3 separate regions of the Mus musculus genome follow, and all the other regions are linked to region 1. A link is a contact called in public HiChIP or PLAC-seq and promoter capture Hi-C data. All regions are on one chromosome and are shown on one strand. The core of a region is the stretch at or near the end of the contact, and the rest is flanking DNA. Distances in the headings are between cores, read along the strand shown. Region 1 holds the start of Susd2 (sushi domain containing 2). Region 2 holds the start of Chchd10 (coiled-coil-helix-coiled-coil-helix domain containing 10). Region 3 overlaps Bcr (BCR activator of RhoGEF and GTPase).

The links. Promoter capture Hi-C pulls out the DNA fragments that hold promoters and counts their contacts. HiChIP or PLAC-seq counts read pairs in DNA pulled down with a chosen protein or histone mark.
Region 2: an H3K4me3 HiChIP or PLAC-seq map of embryonic stem cells shows a contact between it and region 1, with 10 times the contacts expected there. The contact joins the promoter of Chchd10 here to the promoter of Susd2 in region 1. A contact is called at or near these places in 12 of 39 promoter capture datasets (the 3T3-L1 cell line, the C10 cell line, the HPC-7 cell line and 7 more), 12 of 484 Hi-C or Micro-C datasets (B cells, CD4 T cells, ECoMG myeloid progenitors and 8 more), 22 of 115 datasets of contacts at active chromatin or transcription factors (the 230-238 cell line, acute myeloid leukemia, bone marrow-derived macrophages and 8 more) and 5 of 9 other capture datasets (adipose tissue, embryonic stem cells, liver and 2 more).
Region 3: a promoter capture Hi-C map of liver shows a contact between it and region 1, with 2.4 times the contacts expected there. The contact joins the enhancer-like site here to the promoter of Susd2 in region 1. A contact is called at or near these places in 3 of 39 promoter capture datasets (liver, neutrophils and pre-B cells), 3 of 484 Hi-C or Micro-C datasets (B cells, the N1E-115 cell line and pro-B cells) and 1 of 9 other capture datasets (liver).

What each region holds. Positions count from the first base shown.
Region 1 is chr10:75,641,817-75,645,275 of GRCm38.p6, reverse strand. It overlaps Susd2 (sushi domain containing 2), which reads left to right and starts at 1,268. Exons shown (of 15, transcript NM_027890.5): 1 at 1,268-1,402; 2 at 2,606-2,813; 3 at 3,000-3,151. The coding sequence starts at 1,333.
Region 2 is chr10:75,931,338-75,934,395 of GRCm38.p6, reverse strand. It overlaps Chchd10 (coiled-coil-helix-coiled-coil-helix domain containing 10), which reads right to left and starts at 1,266. Exons shown (of 5, transcript NM_175329.4): 1 at 898-1,266. It overlaps Mmp11 (matrix metallopeptidase 11), which reads left to right and starts at 1,894. Exons shown (of 8, transcript NM_008606.3): 1 at 1,894-2,062. The coding sequence starts at 1,943.
Region 3 is chr10:75,175,203-75,178,356 of GRCm38.p6, reverse strand. Bcr (BCR activator of RhoGEF and GTPase) reads right to left here. Exons shown (of 23, transcript NM_001081412.2): 17 at 3,021-3,080; 18 at 1,905-2,014; 19 at 334-473. Among named protein-coding and RNA genes, the nearest start is that of Specc1l, 35 kb to the left of the region's middle. Within about 2 kb of position 1,571, at least 6 of the 459 cell types and tissues checked have an H3K27ac peak or open chromatin away from gene starts, as enhancers often do. A contact at or near this core is called in liver, where this site is marked.

The DNA of each region.
Region 1 (3,459 bases), core at 19-2,518:
ATGGATTGGAAGCATGGCAACCCAGGATGGGTCCTTACCAGGCCAGCCATCTGGACAGCCAAGACGCTGGGGACAGCAGTCACTTAGCCATACCCCTCTGCTTACCCATGCCTCTCAGGGTAGGGAGTTACCGCAATCCTGGGCCTGGGTTGTTAGCATCGACTGCTACCACCACAGGACCTCAGTGTGCACACAAAAGCACCCATATAGAGCCCCTTGTGGCTTAGTAGATTTTCTTTCCCCTGGAAGGTGGTGACTTCTCAACCAAATCCACCTATGGGGTTGCAGGTATAATAGGGGCAGGGTTACCTTAGGGGTAGTTGGTTCCCACTCCTATACCTCGGGTCTCCTCAGATACTCGTGGGAGACACTGTCACCTCCAGCCCCGACTAGTTCTGGGTAGTCATTCTAAGTGAGAGGGGACTAGGCCCATAGAACAATAGGCTGGCTGAGACCCAGGACCAGAGGAGAATCACAGATCAGATGGCTTTGGTTCACAAGCCAGCCACCTGAGCACCTCCTCCCCTGTGAGGCTAGCCAGTGTGTCTGCATTGAAACACTACAGATCCCCTGTCCTGATGTCTAGCCCAGGTGACAATCCCTGAGTGAGAGAGAGTCCCAGCTTTGGGGTCCTTCATGAGTCACCCTAGTATCAAGGTCTCCCAGAAGCCAGTAGCTGGTCTCCACCAGGCTCCTTCCTTCTAACCCTCAACAGGATCTGTTAGCTCCCCAACTGACAACACTGGAGCTAGGCTGGCCTCAGCCCTGGGCTCCTCCGTCTCGGTAGTGACTCTAAAGCTGGCTGGCTATTCATCAGAAATGACCCAGTCTCAAGTCCATGCTATGTGCTTAAAATCCAAACAGATTAATTCTTTCTCCACCTCCGCCTGTCAGGCTGAGTGTGTGTTAGCAACACCTCCCTAGGGGAAGCAGAGGTCTAGGTCTGCCCTAAGGGGCCAGGACTTCTCCCACCCAACCAACAGAAACCTCACACACAAGACTGGACTGTGACCCCAGGGTCTGAGCTGTCTCGCCATTCCGCTTCAGGTGCCAAAGGTCTTAGCATCTGGACGCTCCAGCCCCTCATTCTCACACAGGGTCCCAAGGCTGTGATGATGCTACAAGAATGTGCTAACTAGGCACTTCGGGCTCTGCCTGTCTATCGGCACCTGTGGACTTTGAGAGGGGGCGGGGAGGGCAGGGGAGGGGAGGAGTGATGCCGCAGAACGCTGGGCGGGGTCAGGAGGCGGGGCCTGGCCAGCCAGGCAAGAGCCTGCCCTGCAAATCTCTGAGCCACTGTGCTGCCTGCTGGTTGCAGACACAGGGCACACCATGAAGCTGGCCCTCCTGCCTTGGATTTTGATGCTGCTCTCAACAATACCAGGCCCCGGGTTCACAGCAGGTATGCCCCCACTTTGTCCTTCTGACCTCCCTGTTCATCTGCCTGATCAGCCAGGCCCTAAGCAGACACCCCTCTGGGCTCAGCTGTCTATCCATCTGGCAGTCCATCTGTGACTACACTGGGGAGTACTGGGAAGAAACTGGGGGGGTGGGGGGGGCTCCTGGATCTAGACACTTCTGGTGGAGATGGGAGGTCTGAACCAAGCTCATTCTGCACTCACATAAGGGCCTGGGAGGGAATCCCGGAAGACCAGAGCCTGCAGCCCAGCCTCTGTGAAGGGTGCAATCACACAGGGAACCCCCTGCCTCTCATCTGTCCCTGTGCTGGTCCTTCTCGGCGCAACCAAGAAAGTCTAGCAGGAAGGATGAGCCTAGAGCCATGGCCTTTCCCTGAGCTGAGCTGGGAGTTAACCAGCCTGCAGTCTCCTGCTTCACACAAGTGCCACCACCCTTCTGGTACTTTATCTCATGGCATCTTGAAGCATCTTCCCACACCCCTTGCAGTCGTTAAACCTTAGCCGATAAATATTTATTGCTGCTCCGGAGTATAAGCTTAGTGAGGTGGTCTAATGGCTTAGACCGCAGCCCGGCTCCTGGTGGATCTCCATCAAGGGTCTGGGGAAGGTGTGGTCTGGCCTGGGAATTTGTACCTCACCCCAGTCTCCACTTTTCAGCTCTGGGGCTGAAGTACAGCCCTACCACAGGTCTCCACAGCCCACAGAGGAAGTGGGCTGAACAGCTAGGCCTAGACAGGATGTTCCACAGTTTCTATGGGGTATTCCCAACTACACTGTGCTGCAACCCTCACTGGAATGTCCCCTCCTATCCCCTAAAAAGGGAGTGTCCTGGCTGCCTTCTCAGAGGGTGGGGCTCTCTGAGATTCAACTGTGTCCCACCCCCAGAAAGAGATGGGACAAGCTCAACCCAGATACCATTCCCTCCCCGGCCTTCAGTAGGACTCTTGGTGACTATGTACCCTATCAGAAAGCACGGGGACCCTTTTTTAGCTGTGAGGACCCACAAAGCCACTCCATTACCTGTGCTAAAATGGAGCCCCGCCCACAGAGCCGGTGGCTTTCCACCATGCCACTTGGTAGCCATAGCAATCCCTGGTCTGTCTCATGGACGCTTCTCACAGGCTCCAGGGGAAACGGGCCCTGTTGGTCAGGCAGCTGACCCTGGGACACGGGGCTTTCTTCTCCAGGTGCCCAGGGAAGCTGTTCCCTGCGCTGCGGGGCACAGGATGGACTCTGTTCCTGTCACCCAACCTGCTCGGGCCTTGGCACCTGTTGTGAAGATTTTCTGGACTACTGCCTAGAGATTTTACCCTCCTCAGGGTCCATGATGGGTGGCAAAGACTTCGTGGTGCAACATTTAAAGTGGACTGACCCTACTGATGGGGTCATTTGCAGGTGGGGGGTGGGGACCTAAACAGCTAGGTCATTAGGGCTCCTACACGCTCAATCCCAAGCATAGAGTGGGGGAGCTGGAGGTAGCACCCTGGGACCGAGGGCAGGCAGGAGAACACTGGCGCACCTAGCCTAACCCATTTCCATAGCTTTTGGCTCAGGCTGCCTCCACCCATCTCTGTCCCTCAGGTTTAAGGAGAGTATCCAAACCCTTGGCTATGTCGACGACTTCTATCAAGTGCACTGCATATCACCCTTGCTCTATGAAAGCGGCTATATTCCCTTCACCATATCAATGGACAATGGCCGCTCCTTCCCTCATGCAGGCACTTGGCTAGCTGGTGAGCTCTCACTCTTTCAAACCAGTCTAGGCTGTTAAATTAATAGACTCCACCCTCCCTGGGCCCTGGTTCCTATCTGCAACCCCAGGCCAGGGGACTTTCCCCAATGCTAATCCATGTGCGCTGATACTAGACCCAGTCTGCCTACCTGTCGCTCTGGCTGAACCAGTCCCTTGGGCGAGGGTTGCTGTCATTCATTACTCCACCACTGGCATCTAGACCAGAGTCCTGGCCCACAAGGAGTTGGAGCCATGGGGGTCTGATTCAGACCCAGCCCCCTGATGGTTCCTCAGCAAGGGCCTGGGGAG
Region 2 (3,058 bases), core at 17-2,516, 290 kb before region 1:
TACCTTGTATCCAGTAGGCAAGTGGTAACATTCTTCCAGCTTCAACCCCTTCTGTGGGCCTCCGTGGCTAGCCCACCTTCCAGATCCTCTACTAAGTGTGGTAATGTGGGGTAATGGGGCAGGTTGGGGGGTAAGGGGGTGGGAAGTGGAGGGTGGGGGGGGTGGGGGGTCTGGCTGATAAGCTGCAAGTTCCTCAGAAAATAGTCGTGCATCCCTGGCAACACTGAAGGCTGTTTAGGTTGCACAAATAAATGTTTTAGGGTTTGGGGGTTCTTTTGTTGAGACAGGATCTTCATATAGCCTGGCTCACTCTGTAGAGCAGGTTGGTCTCAAACCCACAGAAATCCACTTGCTTCTGTCTCCCAAATGTCAGGATTAAAGGCATGCATCCAATGAAGAGTTTATTTTTAAAATGCTATGCATGGTGGTGCATGCCTTTAATAGAGGCAGATCTCTGAGTTCAAGGCCAGCCTACTCTACAGAGTCCCAGGATTGCCAGGGCTACACAGAGAAACCCACTCTTGGGGGTGGAGGGTAGGACTATGAATGCCTCATCCATTTTATGATTCTTTGACCAACACTGCTGAGATGAGTCTGAACCAGACCTGGAAATTCTAGCTATGATGATACATGCTTGCAGTCCTATCAGTCAGAATAGGCAAAGACAGGAATCTTGAGTTGGAGGCCTGCCTGGGCTACATGTACACATACTAGACTCTGTCAAAAAAAAGAGAGAGAGAGAGAGAGAGAGAGAGAGAGAGAGAGAGAGAGAGAGACTCTGTCATAAAAAAAAGAAAAGAGGGGTGGGTGGGAAGGGAGGAAGGACGACGGGAAGGAATGGCAGCCTTTAAAAGGTGAGGCTTTTTAAAAGATTGCAGATGGCCAAGTAAAACTTACCACTCTCTGCCCCTACTTTGCAGCAGCTCAGGGCCCCACTGGCCCACCAGAATTCAGAAGAGAGCTGAAGGCCTGGTGGAAGAGGCCTGCAGTGCCTTGTAGAGCCATTGTCATCCAAGAGGGAACACTGCACAGTTGGACACTCGCTGCAGAGATTAGAGTAGTTGAACTGTTTTCAGCACGTAGACCTCCCTCTCAGATGTGATTCTGTCCCTGTCTCAGATGGCTGAGCCTGACTGGTCAGGAAAAGCCTGTTGGCTAGTGTGCCCCCCGGCCAGGGAACAACCTGAGATTCCAGTGTCCAACTCAAACATCCCTGACCCTTTCCTCCCAGCCAACTGACCCAGTTGCCTGCTAGTAGAGAAAAAATCTGGTCCCTCCCTCCAAGATCCTCGCTGACTGCCTCTGGTCTGAAATTGTTAAGTGTGCGCATTTGCATCAGCCATTTGCATCAGCGTGTGCCAAGTGTCAGTAGAGGTCAGAAGAAGGCATCAGTTCCTAGATGGCCACCCTGTGGGTGCTAGGAACGGGAGCCAGGTTTCTCTGCAGGAGCAACAAGTGCTCCTAACCACTGATCCATCTTTCCAGACCCGTCTCTGTTTTGTTTTAAGGTGTGGGGACTGGCCAACTTCCGCCATATGCCTCAGTTTCCCCTGAGGTCACATTTCAATAGTCCGCTCCTTGCAAGAGCTATTGTACCACTTTCCTGTTAGCTAGGGCTGTTTAGATTGGGGATCTGACCACCTGCCACAGGCTAAAACAAGTCAAGCCACCATGGAGAGACCTGGCGAAGGATGAGACTTCTGAAGTGGGGCTGGAGAGCAGAATTGAGCTCTCCCCGGCTCTCACTAGTTCTAAGGGACCCAGCCCCTCCGGGCACTCCTCCCTAACTCAGACCGCTGCTGCAGGCCGGTTGAGTTTAGAACAAAAGGCAGGGGGAGGCGGGGCGGTGGGGGGTGCGGTCCCGGCGCCGGCGGGGGCGGGGCGAATGCTATAAGGGGCGGCGGCCCGGCCTGGCCCAGCAGGCCCAGCAGCCCCGGGGCGGATGGCACGGGCCGCCTGTCTCCTCCGCGCGATTTCGCGCGTCCTCCTGCTCCCGCTGCCTCTGCTGCTCCTGTTGCTGCTGCTCCTGCCGTCGCCGCTGATGGCCCGGGCCAGGCCACCGGTGAGTGCCCGCCACTCCTCCCCGAGGGAGGGCTGGGCACGCGGGCTGGGCCCACTGGCTGAGCTTGACCCACCAAGCGAGCTCCCTGGCTACCCTAGTGCAGTCTGTCCCCGAAATGCCTTCTGGGTCTCTCTGAGCGTACTATAATGAGCTTCCCGTGGTTGGCAGTGTGCAAGTGGAGCTGGTGAGACGCGTCTCTGCGCTGAACTCAGTTTGGAGACCGGCTTCTCCAGCCCCCAGCTAGGGATGCTGGAGTGTGTGTTGATAGAGGTAGCAGAGGGAGTGGATGCCAAGGCCCCTTGTTCATCACTGGAATGAAGCAAAGCAAGTCTGGGGGGAGGGGGGAGCAAAAAGGGGCAGCCTCCGGGTGTGTGGTTCCAGTAAGCACCCCTGCAAGGTGTGTACCGTGGATGGAGAATAAAGGAAGAGCTAGGAAGGAGAAAATGGGGCCCAAGTTGAGAGAGGTGCCCCAGCTTGCAGGAGACAAGTCTGGGAGTCCTGGTAGCCGACAGAAAATGCACCTGAGAGAGATAGTGTGTGCGAGCATCAGGTGCAGTCAGAATAGAAGGGAGCACCGGGGGAACAAAAGCATAAAGAAGAAGAGAAAGGAAAGGGGGTGCAAAGAGGCAAAGGGGAAGAAGAGAGATTGAGGGTTTCCCAGCCTGTGTGTCCCAATGGCTGCATCCTTCTTCCAGCTTGGTCTCTGAGGCACCTGTCAGAGTAGAGACTAAGCTGTGCTGGGGCTGGAGCTGGAACCACTACAGATCTACAATGCCCACGGGGTACCGTGCCCTCAGTAGCCAGCTAAGGCAGCCGGCCAGCTCAAGGAATGATGGATGGGAGGAAGGTATGATAGGCAGGTGTCCCAGGACAGGTCCAGCCATACCAATCCATCTGCCAGTTTTGCTGCACACTGGAAGAGAAAGGGTTTGGAAAGGGGAGTGGGTATTGTGGATCAGGACCTCCTCAAGCAAAACATGGAGTTCCCTGTTCTAG
Region 3 (3,154 bases), core at 322-2,821, 470 kb after region 1:
TCCTGAGTAGCTCTAACTTCAGAGGTTAATACCAACATGGCCAGACCACATTAGCTCTCAAGTCTTTTTATTTTACTTATTTTCTCTTGAGACAGGGCCTTGCTCTACCACCCTGGCTGGCCTTGACACTGCAGCAATCCTCTTGCCTCTACCTCCCAAATACTAGGATTATAGGTGTGCTAGTTATTAATCATCAATCAATCATCTGTCTGACACAAGGAATCACTATGTAGCTAAAGCTGACCTGGAACCCATTAGTGTGATGTGCCAGGCCCCGTGGGAGTCTCGGTATGGGCACCACTGTTTGTTCCGCACTGCCTGGGTAATACTCACTGACATCAAAGGCTGCCTTCAGTGCCTGGATGTCTGTGGCCACTCCAGACACTCGGTAGATGCCCACCTCCTCCATACCCCGGCGCTCGATCTCTTCCACACACTGGCGCACAATGTAAGGTACCTTGGACCTCTCTCTCCTGCAGGGGGAAAAGAAGGCGTGGAGAGTTTGAGGGCCTGGTCAAGCTTCCCTTCCTGTTATGAGTTCTCAGGTATGTGGCATAGATTTTATCAGGAACTTTCGAAGAACCAAAAGCATCCAATCACATTGCAAGATACCTATGACCCTGTGGAGGAAGGTCAGGAGGCTGTGTTATTTTCTTCCATGGTGCGGGAGAGCACTCAGGGCATCCCTTACAGATACCGGGTAAATAGCCTGAGCTATATCCCTTACCTAGGAGGCTTTTTTTAGGTGACACTGACCTAGGAAGTACAGATCCTGGGCTGTGAATGAACCAAAAGCTTTCTGGAGTCCTGAAAAAAAAAACCTCTCACCTCTAAGACAGGAAGTTGAACAGGTATTAGCCCAGAGGCTCTTGGACAGCTACATCTTGCACAGGGCAGAGACACTTACATCTGCTGCGTGTTGGATAGTTTTATGTCAGCTTGACACAAGCTAGAGTCATCTGAAAAGAGCCACCTTTAATTGAGGAAATGCCTCCATAAGATCAAGCTGAGCAAGCCATGAGGAGCAAGCCAGTAAGCAGCACCCCTTCATGGCCTCTGCGTCAGCCCTTGCCTCTCCAGGCTCTGACTTCTTTCAATGATGAATGGCAATATGGAAGTGTAAGCCGAATAGACTCTTTCCCAACCAAGTTTTTCTGGTAATTGTGTTTCATCACAGCAACAATAACCCTAACCAAGACATGCTGCACATACGGACTCTTCAAGATTATCCAGACAGGTACCCTGCCATTTCAAATGCTTTCTCTAATGACAACCTCTGGACCTCCCGGTACAACTCTGGACCCAGAATGCTTTGAAGACAGAAGCAGGAGCTTAGTTTTACTTATAGCTGGGCTATATGCACCAGCAAATCCTCTCCAAGTCCCAACACGTAGTTATAGGGGAGAGGCGGGGGAGGTGTCTTCCTTCCCAAAGTGCACATCTTGGTTTTCTAGAAAGAGCTAGGACCAGACTGTGTCAGCGCCTGGGCCGTGAGTGATGTAGCCAGTATCCCATCCTGGGGAAGTGGATAAAGTCGGGGAGGAAGTGGCCTGTCTCAAACCAACAAACAGGCATCTCCTGGCAACAGGCTCATGACAAAGGGGCAGAGGTTCAAACTGTTCCACAGGACCGTGGGATCACAATATACTGCAAGCGAGGGAGGAAGGGAAGCAGGGCCTGTGAGGACATTCCTGAGCCGGCTGTGCAGTAAACAAATGGAAGTGGCTAAGCAAAGAGTCACAGTCTCACAGTTGTCCCTGGGGTCACCCCGCTCCCTGCTCCCCCACACACACACTCCAGACCCCATCCAGCTAGCAGGGTCACGCAGAGAGAACAGGCCCAGCCTTTCCTACAGACACTGCAGAATGTCCTCTGCGAACAAGCCCGCGCCCCTCACCACTCACTTTGTGACTACAGCAATCTTGACACCGAAGACCCCTGTCTGTTTGCGGGAGGGCATTCTCTTCAGGCTGAACTCCCTGCTCGTGAACTTGACGGAGAGTTTCACTTCAATCTGCAGTAGAAGGGAAGGAAAGGCATGGGTCTCTCACGCTCTGGACCCCGTGGGCTGAGATCACAGGGCCCCTGAAGGCCCTATCCCAACAACCCTTTTCACCTCCAGGTCAAACAGGTCCCAGAGTGGCGTGCAGCAAGCCCCCGTGGGTTGGTCAGAGCCAGGGGTGGTAAGGGGCATAGAGGAATTGCTTCTCCAGAGTCTCCTCCCATATTGCCAATATTTCCCTTTCTTTTTAAAAGTAATAATTAAATGAAGAAGTAGACAGGGTTGGAGTGTGTAGTGCGCACAGTTACTGTATATGTACAAGGTACTGGGCTCAATCAATTCAAAGCATGAGAGCAAAGCAAAAGAAGACAAACAACACTACCCCCCCCAAGGCCTCATCACAAGAAAGGGAACAGGTCAAACATCCCAATCTGGAAATGTAAACTGTCCCAACACTGAAAACTTCCCAAGCTCCAGCATGCTACATGCGGAAGGTTCCACACCCAGCGGTCCCCCTGCTAATGACCCCCTGCATAAAATTACACCCCCACAGCTGCGCATGTAAGTTAAGCTTTATATTTATATTCGGGTCCCCTGTCCAAGACTGCTTATGTACATGCAAATATCCCGGTAATCAGAAAAAAAAAAAAAAGTCTCTAAAACTGCTCTAGTTCCAATCTTTTTGGATACATCCTTCTGAGATAGCCGATCTTAGGTTGTCCGTGAGACGTTCTCGGTGCTGGGGTCCCTAGCTCCACTTGTCTTTCTTTCAGGACAGCGTGCAGGGTCTGGGCTGGACACTGACCTGAGAGGACTCCTTCCTATGCAGTGTTCCTGCTCTGGAGGCTCCCCATTCGGCCCTGTCCACCACACTCCTGCTCTCGTGGGGTTCCCTCCACCCCACTCCTCTCCAGCAACCATCTCAGGCTTGGTGGTCTCATGACTGCTCTGGGTGGAACCGGGTCTGCTTTAACGTTCAGTGAGAAACAGACACACAGGGAGCCCTGCGGGCACTTACTCCATTCATGTCGATGACAGTCCGCTGCCAGTCTCTGTCCTGTAGGGTTTGGGGGTCCAGCTGAAACCAAAGACGCATGATTAGAAAAGGGCCTCAGGTCGGCTTGGAGGCTGTGCCTGGCAATGGCCAACACT